4 separate regions of the Mus musculus genome follow, and regions 1, 3 and 4 are each linked to region 2. A link is a contact called in public Hi-C and promoter capture Hi-C data. All regions are on one chromosome and are shown on one strand. Each heading gives the region's core, a stretch centred on a gene start, on an enhancer-like site or on the middle of the called end of the contact. The rest is flanking DNA. Distances are from core to core; before and after follow the strand shown.

Region 1 (2,834 bases), core at 143-2,642, 190 kb before region 2:
GTTACCAGAAAAATTCATACATAGCACTTTAACTTCAACTCCCAAAGAATGTGAAACTAGCACATTACTCTGGCTAAGGCACTTAATATTTCTTAAGTAAGCAACATTAAGTGCATACCTTTAAATGCAGAAAAAAAATCCGTTTCCTAAATCAATGGAGGTCAATATAACGGGTCAATATAAGGTCATTTATTTTCAAGGAATAAATAGCAACAATTAGTGCATCTCTTAAAATAACGTTAACTTCAGTCTAGTTCCCGGTGAGGGATGGAGGGATTTTCTGAAGCAACTGGACCAGATCCAGGTTGGCTACCCCACTGGGCTAAGAAATCTGCGTTCCCAGTCCCACATATTTTTCTGTAAGTATAGGCTACGATGGCAGAAACGATATGGCTCGACGGGAGAAAAGGAGAGTCATCCTTGCTTTCTGTGGGTTAGGAATCCTAGGTACTAGTCTTTTAGAGCAGCAACTTCCCCTTTCGGCTGCATTCCCCTAAGAAAAATGCCAAGAAAGCAGGCCTAGCCCGCATTTTGCACCACTGAGATTTAGGCTTCAAGCTGAGGACCTTAGGAGCTAGGAGAGCAGGGGGAAGGAAAAGCAGGCACACAGGTTTTAGCTCAGTGTACGAGAGAATGGACTTCAAACAATTTCGCCCAGCCCACCGTGCTCCGCACTTGAGGTTATCTACGGAAGGTTTTGTGAACACGTTAATCGATACTTGTTGAAGTGAATAAACAACTTCAGGTTGTACCGTAGGGCTAAAAATACTCAGGCTGACCTATTTCCTTTTCACTTTTCTTTTCCTTAAAAATAACTTTAAAATATTTGTCGATGTCTGTTACTTTAGCACTCTCTACAGAAACAATCCAGGGCTTTTCCATACCATGCCAAACTTTCAAAAGCCAAACACGCTCATTAACGCACAGCTCAAGCAAATGAGAAGTACATGTAGGATTACCACACCCCCTTCAAAGAAATTACAAGACTTGGTTTGATTACCTGAAAAGACTGTTGATTAACCAAACTATACACCAGGATGAAACCTTGGCCGTTCTTGATGTACAGATCTCTCATGGAGGCAAACTGCTCGGTTCCTGCGGTGTCCAGGATTTCCAGTACTGACGGGGAAGAGTCCACTTCGATCTCTTTGCGGTAGAAATCTTCAATGGTGGGGTCATATTTCTCAATGAAAGTCCCGGTGACAAACTGCACGGTGAGGGCAGATTTGCCAACCCCTCCGCTCCCTAACACCACTACCTTGTATTCCCTCATGAGTCTCACCTTCACCAACTCCTTACCCAAGGGGGGGAAAAAATAACACCCCGCTAGCTGCGCTGCGGCAAGGCCAGGCGGAAGGTGGGCGGAAATGTGCGAACTGGGGAGGAGAGTGCGGAGAGAGGCGGAGGGCCCGACCGGGGACGAGGAGGAAGTTCCAGGAGGGGGAGGGGAAAAGAGCCAAGTGTCGTCGGGTGGGTGGGGATGGGATGCTGATGCCCTTCCTATAGGAACCCAGGGCGGCCTGGGGGGCGTGGGGAGGAGGGCGCGCCGGCGAGCGTCCGAGCGACGGTTGGGGGGAGCCGCGGCGCACCCCCACGCGGGAAGGGGCGGGGGCCTGGCGGCCGGGGGCTGCCCGCCACCCCTCCCCCCCGCCCTGCGCGCACACACACACAAAGGGGCCCGGGGTCCCCGCTTCCTGCCGGCGCCGCTGCCTGCCGAGCCGGCCCGAAGCCTCCGGGCCCCGCCGCGCGCGCGCGCGCGCTCGCTCGCTCGCTATCGCTGGGGCGGGGTCTCTGGGCCCCCAGGGTCCCGCGGAGCTCGTGTGACCTGTAACGGGGGGGGGGGGGGAGGGGAACGGGGAAGAGGGAAGAAGGGGACGCGCGTTAGGTGTTGCCTGACCTCCACGCTGGCGCCCGCAGCCGCCACCTCTGCCGCCGCTTACCCTGCTGTCCTGGCCACACGCTCCCAGCCGCCCGGGAGGCTAAGTCAAGCCAAGGCCATGGCCACCGGGCCGCCCGGGCCCTGCTGCTAGCGGAAGGACGGGGAAGGGGCGGGGGCGGACCGGCGGCGGCGGTGGCGGCGGCGGTGGCCGCAGGGACTCCGGTTGAACCCACCTCTTTTTTTTTTTCCTCCCCTACCCCCCACCCCCCACCCCCCACCCCCAATATAAACCCGGAAGGGTTTCCCTGACACACTGGCTGAGGTGCCCCAATTCCCCGAGACTGGACGCGTTCACTTCCGGTGGGGAAAGTCCCACCTCTTCTTCGGGGCGAGCCGGGTGGCGCTAGGGCCGCGCCCTGCCGAGCGCCGAGAGAGCGAGCGAGCCGGGCCGCCCGGCCGGGTTACAGGTCGGGGCAATGGCCTTGAGAAAGGGCGCTTCGGGGAAACCTTCAGCTCCAGCCTTCACGCCCTGAGCGGTCGGCCATATGGCTCGACCCCGGGCCCGCCCAAGTCCCTAGGCTTCTAGGTGTCGAGCAGCTGCTTCTGAGGACCTGATTCCCTCCCTGGCCCGAGACCGCCAGCCAATAATCTAAGTGCTGAGAACACCAGATATCCCTCGGCTGGAAGTTACTGGGAAAATAAAACAGTTTAGGAAGTTAATTCTCTTAGCTATTATTTCTTTCCACTTGATATGTTTCCGAAGCAAAGTATGCAAAGGACCCTTAGAGTTGGTGTGGGCTCTTGATTTTTGAAGGTGCTGTTTTAGTCATGTATGGCACTCTGTACTTTATCAGTTGGCACATTTGCCTCACCTCCCTCAGCAAATATGAAACTTTAAAAAAATATATCACAAGGCTCAAAGGGATCAGCAGTGCAAGTAGACTTTATGGTGGAC
Region 2 (2,894 bases), core at 98-2,597:
TTTCCTAAACCCAAACTCATCCGCAGCCTTACCTTCCGTCGCTAGCTCAAACCCAGAGGCTAAGGGGCCCCTGTTCTCAGTGGCAGCAGTAGGGGCAGAGGCAGCAACAGCCGCACATGCCATCTGTTAGCGGGAGAAGCAAAAAAAAAAAAAAAAAAAAAAAGCAGCGCTGCGCTGCGCTAGGTGGCCCCGGTGCCGGGCGAGCCTTTAGCAGGGGTGTATAGTGGATGCCGCCATTTTAAAGCGAGGTTCCTGAAATCCTTAGATATAGGCAAATTAAAGCTCGCCCCACCTCCAGAACTTCAGGGCTGGGACGTGCTACCGGGCCCCGAGTCAGCGGCAGCGGGGTGTACGGTGTCAAGTCCAGCAACACGCGCTGCGAACTCCGGGGACCAAGACCACGAGCCCAGAGGTGCCATCCACCTCCGCCCCCACCCCACCCCCGTCCCCAGGCCCCCACGCTTTTGCCTCAGGCCTAAGGAGACCCTAGTTTGTGGGGTGCCCTCGGTAATGGGGGAGTCCCCCCAACTCGGCCGGCTTGCTAGGGGAGGGGCCCGGGAGCACGCCCTCCCCACCCCCCGCGGTCGCCACCGCTTGGTTCAGTCCACTCGGAGCACACCTCCGAGCGCCCCAGCTCCCCAAGCCGCCGCGGCGCGCGCGGGCGGGCGGGCCGGCGAGCGGGCAAGCGGGAGGGCCGGCCGGGGCAGGCACGGGGCTCCTGCCGCCGAGGCTCGTGGTTGCTGTGGCAACCGGCCCTCATCCCACCCCCACCTCATCTCCCCCAAACTGGGGCCCCTAGTTAAAGGCGTGCCCTAAGTTCTCCCCGGCACCCCTCCACCGTGCACCCCCACAACACACACACAAAAGTCCCGCATCCCTCCCCCCCGCGCTCCCCCGGGCTGACCCCGCTGGCTCTCACTTTAGCGCTCGGCCATTCGGGAGAGACAATTCGGATTTTAGGCGCCCGCAAGGCAACTCACGCCAAACTCCTGGAGTCGCCGGCAATCGCCGCCCTCAGCCGCCCCGGACCGGCCCCGCCCCGCCTGGCCAGGTAGCGCCACTCACCCCGCCTAGCCGTCGCCCCTCGCCGCCACTGCCACGGCCACCGCCCCCGCCACCGTCCAGCCTCACCTCTCCGAGTGAGCGACTCCAGCGGCGTCTCGCTGCGAGGACGCCACGCGCAGGAACTCCCCCGTGCGGCGCTCGCTGCCCCGATTCCCGCGCCCCGGCCCGGGACCGTCTTCCGCCTCCTTGCGGCTCGCTCGCAAAGAGCGCCAAAAAGTCGCGCTCCTGCTCGCGCTCCGACTGGGGGCACTTTCTTCCTGTAGGACGCACTTGCGTCGTGAAATCTCGTCTTTGTGAGAGTCGTACCTTCGCGCTTGCTTTTCCCGAGACTGCTGGCGTGGGCTTTATTCTCAGGGGGTGTGGCGCCTCCCCCCACCCCACCCCCAAGCCCCCAGCTTGCACAAGCCCTCGCCGAGAGTGGCTTTTGTCATTGCGTTATTAAGTATGTGTGTGGGAGGGGGGATGGGGGCAAATCATAACGTTCAGGATGTTCAGAAGCAAAGCCGGCGGGAAGCATGCACACGCCACCCGGGTCGGGAGCGCGAGCCGGCTCTAAAGTTTCTAGAGCTTCAGTGACTACAGTGCCAACTAGACAGGCAATTGTAATGCGAAGCTATAGGTTTCTAGACACTCCCGAGACAGGTGAGGTGTACTAGAAAAATTCCAAAATGACTTTGATCAATACGTATTTCAACTCGTGGAGGGTGAAATACTTACCGTTTGCCTTCCGGGGTCTCCTCCCTTCCATAAAACGCCAGATCTTTTATTTCGCTCCAAAAACTTGAGAGAAGAGAACTGTTGATCAGAGGAAATGCTTCCCCTACTGCAAGGGAGTTTACCGGGTAGGAGGAGCCCTGAGGTAGGGTTCCAGATACTTCTGAATGGAAAATGGACAAAGCAAAGGCGGTTTTATACTTGGGTTTTAAAGTGTGCATCTGGACATCTAAATTACAAGTTTCAATTTAATGCGAGCGTAATAAGAGCACCAGCTGTCTCTTAATTGGAGCCCCACAATAATAAATGCGTGCTTTTATTTAATTTTATGAGGACAATTGTAGATGATAACACACACACATGCAGGATCGTCAACGAGGATCTCGTAGCAATTCATGGCTGCTTTCCTGCATGCAATCAACTGCTTCAGTCTAGAACTCAGCTCTATAAGCTCCGCACAAAGTGCAGAAGCATTGCAGGGCATATTTAAGTGGCAGTTAGGTTGTGGAGTGAAGTGAATTCTCGGGCTAATTATACTTTTTAATTCTGCCCAACTGATCCAAATAGAATTCAGCTCATTTTAGGCAAGAAATCAATCTCTGTGTGTTAAATGCAAAATAATCAGAGTACGACAGCAATGGTTAGAAGACTGGGCACAAACTGCCCCTCACATCATTAAAATCTGCAATGGCATTTGGCAAGAACTGGGAAAGTCACCAGGACAATGTACAGGGATCATGTCAAACACTTGAGAGTTATGGCCAGGATCCTAACAAGTCAAAATAAGGACTTCCTGGTTACCTCATGAACTCCTAACTACTTCTCCCACGCCTTCTTTCATACTTGCCAAAGTCCCTGCACTACTGTAAAAAAAAAAAAGTCAAACTTGTCTGGCATATAGGAAGTGGTTTTGCCAGTCCACGAGCCACCACCAAACTAAAGAGGTGTTGGTTACTTCGAGAGACTGGAAGACAGGCAAGGCAGTATAACTTTATGCCCAGTGACCCAACAAATGAGGAGCTGTCATGTCAGTGACTCAACAAAAGGAGTCTTTATACTAAACTTGGGCAACACGGGTCCCTCACCTCTGTCCACCACTGCAATCCAAGACTCCT
Region 3 (2,976 bases), core at 239-2,738, 170 kb before region 2:
GTTTTGTTTTGGTTTGGTTTTGGTGGGGTTTTTTTGTTGTTGTTGTTGCTGTTTTTGTTTTTGTTTTTTTTTTAGGACTTTGTAATTGGTTCTGAAAGTAAATTTTATTTCTGGAGATGTTTTTAAGCATCATGAATCTAAATACAGCATCTCCCAAGGGAGGCGTCTTGGAAAAGCAACAGTACTTACTTGGCATACTTATGACTTCCAGTCTTGTTGAATTTGAATTACTAGCTTAATAAGAGTTATCAAGCTGTGAATGTTGGCATACATCCATAACACCAGCACTTAGCAGGCTGAGGCAGGAGATTCACAAATTTGAGGAGAGCCTGTGATATACATTGAGTTCAGGCCTATTTCAGTTACATAGTGAGACCTACAAAGAGTTTCGTATTATACCCAACTTATCCTCATTGTTATGGTTTGGGCGTATGGAACATTCGTTATTTCAGCACAACAGAATTTGAAAACAATATTCAATTTCCCCTCCTTTCAGGTGTTTATTTACCTACTGTACAGGATTAACACCCATAGCCACTCTGAGAAGTTGATACCATGTATCCTGTTTAATAGATGTTGAAACCAAGATCCAGGGAAATTAAATGCTGTGTCAACGAACAACAGAATCTTCCTCGGTGTTTGAAAAGTGAACTTCTTTGTGGTATATGTGAGTAGTTCTTGCTCAGTGGTTAACAAAGCGTCCTCGGTACAATAGACTTGCCCCTTTTCAGTGTTCTAACTGACTAGAGTGTAACTTGCCTGTCATAGAAGCCTGCCAGGGACTAATGTGGTAAAAAAAAAACGAGTTTTATTTATTGACCAAATAAATGAAGCATACAACTTCCTTTGTCAGTTGACTATGGAAGCTTTTCCCTCTTTGTTGCATGTTTGATGTGCTGACCCACAGTACATATTCATTGTGACTACTAATAAATGTTCTTTGTTCTTTTAAGTCTGGACTACTTAGTCTCCAGGCTTCAAAAAAAAAAAATCACAACCAAGAAAATGGTAACTATCTAACTCTGGGTAATGTATTTAATCACTCTGAACATGTTTTCCTTCTGGCACCTGGGAATAAAATTGCCTCTTGCTGCCCCTGGGGGCACTGATGGATGATCCGAATGTGGTAATGTATTTGAATGGACATTGAAGACGCATAATATATGCTCCAAAATGCACAGGATTTTTCCCCCTAGCGATTATGTGATTGACTAACATGTAGGCAACGTGGATTCAGATGTGTGTAATTTGATCTGGGCTCTGAGCTGACTCCGGAGAAAGCTTACTTTCTGTGTTAGCTCAGAAAAGCAGAAAGGAGTCACACGCACATTACTGAAGTCCCAGCTCAGAATTTCCTTGGGATAATCAAGTCCAGCAGCTGTTACTGCTCCACGTCTGAAGCATTCCATGAGGTGGTTTATATCAATGAACCCAGTGGGGACTTTCTTCAAGAAGGAGCTCCCTGCAGGGAGAAGCTGATTGGCCTATGGAAGGGAAACAAAGGGAAGAAGCAAACACTCTCAGCATTAGAAGCAGGGAGGCTCCCAGAGCATTCAGCCCAGTTGTTGCCCATTGTTTGGTAATGAGCTAAGCTTCCAGCTTTAGGATTATTTGTTTTCTTTAACTAAAGAACAGAGTGGACAGAGGAATAACACTTGGTTTTCTTGTCACACTGAAACACTGTAAGACGCTTTGTCAATTGCAAAGAGCCATACACAAGGTATTAGCTCAACATATGCTTATTGATTGCCTACTGTGTATAATGCACACAAAGAAAACTTATGCTTTCCATTTACCTGCCCCAAGGAAATGGGTAGTCATGGGGATGGGGAGGTGGTTCCGTTGTAAAAGTGCCCGCTGAATCAAGCACAAGGAGTCAAGTTCAAATCCACAGAATCCACACAAAAGGACTCACATAAAATGCCCAAAATAAAAAGCCAAGAATGAATCACATGCCGTAGTGACAGATAGGAGGGGTTCAGGAGAGGGTGAAACATCCCTGAAACTCCTTGGCCAGCCAGCCTAGCAGAATCATAAGTTACAGGTTCACAGAAAGAACTTGTCTCAAAAAAATAAAAGCAGAGGTGATCAAGGAGAGACATTTGAGATCTATTTTGGGTCTCTACATGCACTTGTGTTTGAACTTGCAGAAGCATGTACCACCCACATACACAACATCACACAGACAGACAGACAGACAGACATACACAGAGAGAGAGAGAGAGAGAGAGAGAGCCTCACCCATCTTGTGTGAGGAGAGAAGGGAAGGGAAGGGAAGGGAAGGGAAGGGGAGGGGAGGGGAGGGGAGGGGAGGGGAGGGGAGGGGAGGGGAGGGGAGGGGAGGGGAGGGGAGGGGAGGGGAGGGGAGGGGAGGGGACACCTATCCAAGACTGGGAAAATAGCTCATCAGTTGATATTTGCTTCTGGACCTGAGTTCTGTATACACACACACACACACACACACAGAGAGAGAGAGAGAGAGAGAGAGAGAGAGAGAGTGTCAGTCATTGGAGAAAGAATAGAATATATATAAATAAGAACTGTGAAGTAGAAAATCATGAGACTAGTTGTCATCTGGCCTCTACAAGCATGTGACAGGCACTCCTCTCCCCATAATAATAAATAAGGCAGATGCCTTCATTTAAGAAATGGCTCTCTCTCTCTCCCCTCCTCCTCCTTTTTTTTTTTTTTTTTTTTTTTTTTTTTTTTTTTTTAGTTTTTGTTTTTGTTTTGAGGCAGGATTCCCCTGTGTAGCTCTGACTGTCCTGCAACTGACGTTGTAAACCAGGCTGTCCTGAAATTCAGAGATTCACCTGTCTCCACCTCCCAGGTGCTGGGTTTAAAGACATGTGATACTACTACCAAGACAAAACTTTCTAAGAAAGATGGAAAGAAAGAATCATGGGTAATGATAGTGAAAACAGAGGCAAGCATACTATTTCAAAAGGCAAATCAAGTATATGGCTACTGGGCTGA
Region 4 (3,201 bases), core at 340-2,839, 150 kb before region 2:
AGGCTAATACTGGAATTAGCTTGCATGCACTGAACATATATATGTCAAGAGCATGTGTAACTGAGTAGGGAGAGCTGACCCAAGACTCTTGATGCTAGTTGATAGGCAATTTGTGTGCAAGGTCTTGAGTTCTCTATTTGTAACTGACCTATCAGACTGTACACATTAAATGAGAGGCCCTCTCCACATTGACAGCAGGCATGCCAGATCCAAAGATGCCCTAATTTCTTAGATATCTCAAGATCTCCCTTTGAGATTTGCCTCCCAAACTGCCTTCCTTTTCTGACAGCCTCTCAATTGTAATGTCTGAACCCAAAGGAGTTTCAGGACCTGCAGAGTTAGGAGGCATGGTGTGCACAGCAGGAAGGATTGTGTTGGGGTCAGGAGGAGGCTGCAAGGCTTCAGCCAGCATCTATGTATTGCTTGCTGACTGCAAATTTCCTATCTCTGGTCCCAACCTCTCTCCCAACTCCAGTGGTGTGTGGCTCTGTGTATGCATCTCCTCCTGAATATACCAAAAGGCTTCCAGTTCAATTGTTTCCTCTTCAACTCTCCTCCCATGTGATTTCATCTGGGGCTGTAATATTATCATCTCTCCATTCCCAGCGGATGAGCTTGGGGATCAGTCCTGCCATCCTCTTTTCTGCTCTTCCACACCGTTTCCAGATGTCGCTGGTTTGGCTCCTGATTCTCACATGTGTGTTTGCCTGGCCTCACCCTCATTCCTGTTGAACCAAGTCTCCATCTTGTCTCTTTGGCACATCCATTTTCATAAATGGTGTTCTTGTATTACACCTTAGCCCCAGCTCCTAACCGTCCTCCACAGGTCAAAGACACAGAAGGGCTGTCAAATGAAATTGCATGCCGTTCCCTGAACAGGCTTCGAAGTTTCTACCCTGCACCTTTGCTTCACAGATACATCTGTTACTCAAGCCCTCACCATGGGTAATACTCACCTCTGAGAGCCAAACATCTCTGTCCTTTGTGAAGTATTGTAGCTGCCGCTTGCAGCAGCAAATGACTACCCCATTTTCCAAGTGTCTCTAGTACTTTCTCCTGCCCTCGTGGCACTGATCCCCTCAGTAGAGAATGATCTTTGGGAACACACAGAGTGCAAGAGACGATAGTCCAAACATTGCAACACAGATGATAGGACTCAGTTCATTCACACAACAAGTTTGAGTCCAGTTTTCAAGCCTACTGAATGCCTTATAACTTTGTACACAAGTGTAGTCCAAAGTCCAGATGCTGAGATAACAGCTGAAGGTTTGCTATTTCTAAGCCCATTCAATACTACATTACGCCTTGTCATTAGTTTAGTGGTCTGGGACATGGTACTAACTTCTAGGTTAGTCCCACGGTGTATTTGTGCTTTGAATTATCAGGCCAATTTCTTCCTGCTCTTAATTTGGGGTATCCTCATTCTGCAAAAATCAGAGAAGGAACCCAATCCCAGACAAGAGAACTTTTTCTCCTATTGGCAACTGTTAGTGCATAAAGCTGGCACCAATTAAGGAGGGCATGTGTGATTCCTTACAGGCCGCCCCAATCAATGTGTTCTCTGGCCAAGGTGTGAGTCAGACTTTGAGTCCTCTGTTAAACATCAGTGAGAGGAATGCCACAGGATGATGTCAAGTGAGCTTTGGAGCTAACCACTCCTAGAAACATCTGGTGCTGGCAGAGTATTTGACTATTAGTATGTACAGAGAGAACACATGAGCCATTTGGATTAACCGTAGTTGATTACTGTCTTCCTTGAAACGTCCTCATTTTGCTCTGAAGCGGTAAATAAATAAATGATGTTTGGAAGATGAAAAACAAACAAACAAACAAACAAACAAACACTCCACTGACATGACTTTCCTTTCTTCCTTTACTTCCTCTCTCCCCAGATCCCTTGAGCAAGCACAGCTTTCCCTTGTTTTCTGGACTTTCTCTAATTATCACAACACAAGCTCGGCATTTTGTGCCCACCTTGTCCGCAGATGCGGGTGGGGTCCACAAAGCACTTTGTCTCCCTTCCTTGCTGTGTGCTGCTGAGAAGCCTGGTCATTGGAAAGGCCCTCAAGTTGAGGCAAAGCAGCTCAAACTGGGAAGTGGCAAAACTTGCTGTGCTTGCCTCAGGCACGTATTTGCTGATAAATCATTGCTCCTCCAAACTCCTCCATCTTGTTGGAGCTGTTTGGTTTCTAATGAGAACCACACCCAGCCCGTGATAGGAGTGGTTTCTGAGTGCATCCGGTCTGGTGGTGGGAAAAAAAAAGAAGATAAAGCTGTTCTCCTGCCACTAAAGGGACACAAAAGTCAGAACAGGCTGCCAACCTCTATGTCACAGGCCACTGACTGTGTATATTAAATCAGAAGTATATATTGTCAAATTAGGCCTTCCTGAACAATAGTGTGCCTGCTTTAAATTTAGAAAGGGAAAGATGATGCGACACTAATGGGAGAAGCCTCTAGACAAAAATTGTGAAATAGACGGAGTTCACATTTTCCCTTGAACTGTTTATATACCTGCTGAGTGTAGTGTAAGAGTTCTTTGGAGAACAAATGTGTGTGTGTGTGTGTGTGTGTGTGTGTGTGTGTGTGTGTGTTTGATAAATTGTGTCAAAAATTGGTTAACTTGGTTGTGAAGGTTGACAATGGAAAATCTCTAAGACAGCGCCAGTGAGATGGGTCTGGTGATAAAGGTTTTCACTGCCAGTCTCATGACTTGGGTTTGATCTGGGACCCAAAAGATGGGAGGAGGAAACTGACTTCTGCAGTTTGTCCTTTGACTTCCACATATATAGTGCAGCCCATGAACACACACACACACACAAAACAAACAAATAAATGTGACTTAAAAGATAAAGATCCACAGGACAGGTCATCAACAAGCAGGAAAATCAGGTAGGGATTTCTATGTAATAGTCCCAAGTCAGAATTCCTTTTATAGTGTAACAAGATAGTTCTAGAATTGCAGTTTCATTTACTGGAGGTCATAATTTGTTCCATGTTTTCCGCAATCCATCACAGTATTAGATAATCCTAAGGCTGCCTAGCCTTTCTGGATGAAGACTATGCAAGTACAAAGTCTCAACCACAGTTAAACTATCCTGTGCAATTAGAAAACCATAAAGGTTTACGATATAGTGGCATTTGTTTTGTGACATCAGTATGCATAGAAAGAGACTCTGAGCCATGTTGAGACAGCCTATG

Evidence for each region. Promoter capture Hi-C pulls out the DNA fragments that hold promoters and counts their contacts. A called contact is a pair of places that touch in the nucleus more often than the background predicts. Capture Hi-C pulls out chosen DNA fragments and counts their contacts.
Region 1: a contact with region 2 is called in a promoter capture Hi-C map of liver. The contact joins the promoter of Rap2c here to the promoter of Mbnl3 in region 2. A contact is called at or near these places in 6 of 39 promoter capture datasets (the 3T3-L1 cell line, 3T3-L1-derived adipocytes, cranial neural crest and 3 more), 23 of 484 Hi-C or Micro-C datasets (the C2C12 cell line, CD4 T cells, CD8 T cells and 13 more), 4 of 115 datasets of contacts at active chromatin or transcription factors (effector CD8 T cells, extraembryonic endoderm stem cells, memory CD8 T cells and 1 more) and 2 of 9 other capture datasets (adipose tissue and liver).
Region 3: a contact with region 2 is called in a promoter capture Hi-C map of the 3T3-L1 cell line, with 2.8 times the contacts expected there. The contact joins the enhancer-like site here to the promoter of Mbnl3 in region 2. A contact is called at or near these places in 4 of 39 promoter capture datasets (the 3T3-L1 cell line, 3T3-L1-derived adipocytes, cranial neural crest and 1 more), 8 of 484 Hi-C or Micro-C datasets (the C2C12 cell line, CD4 T cells, CD8 T cells and 5 more) and 1 of 9 other capture datasets (liver).
Region 4: a Hi-C map of epidermal suprabasal cells shows a contact between it and region 2, with 3 times the contacts expected there. The contact joins the enhancer-like site here to the promoter of Mbnl3 in region 2. A contact is called at or near these places in 11 of 39 promoter capture datasets (the 3T3-L1 cell line, the C10 cell line, the HPC-7 cell line and 7 more), 10 of 484 Hi-C or Micro-C datasets (the 3T3-L1 cell line, B cells, the HL-1 cell line and 7 more) and 3 of 9 other capture datasets (adipose tissue, liver and pancreatic islet).

Annotation. Positions count from the first base shown.
Region 1 is chrX:51,016,626-51,019,459 of GRCm38.p6, forward strand. It overlaps Rap2c (RAP2C, member of RAS oncogene family), which reads right to left and starts at 1,393. Exons shown (of 3, transcript NM_172413.2): 1 at 1,001-1,393. The coding sequence starts at 1,273.
Region 2 is chrX:51,204,643-51,207,536 of GRCm38.p6, forward strand. It overlaps Mbnl3 (muscleblind like splicing factor 3), which reads right to left and starts at 1,348. Exons shown (of 8, transcript NM_134163.5): 1 at 1,132-1,348.
Region 3 is chrX:51,034,588-51,037,563 of GRCm38.p6, forward strand. No RefSeq gene overlaps it. Among named protein-coding and RNA genes, the nearest start is that of Rap2c, 18 kb to the left of the region's middle. Within about 2 kb of position 1,489, at least 22 of the 459 cell types and tissues checked have an H3K27ac peak or open chromatin away from gene starts, as enhancers often do.
Region 4 is chrX:51,057,327-51,060,527 of GRCm38.p6, forward strand. No RefSeq gene overlaps it. Among named protein-coding and RNA genes, the nearest start is that of Rap2c, 41 kb to the left of the region's middle. Within about 2 kb of position 1,590, at least 24 of the 459 cell types and tissues checked have an H3K27ac peak or open chromatin away from gene starts, as enhancers often do. A contact at or near this core is called in epidermal suprabasal cells and liver, where this site is marked.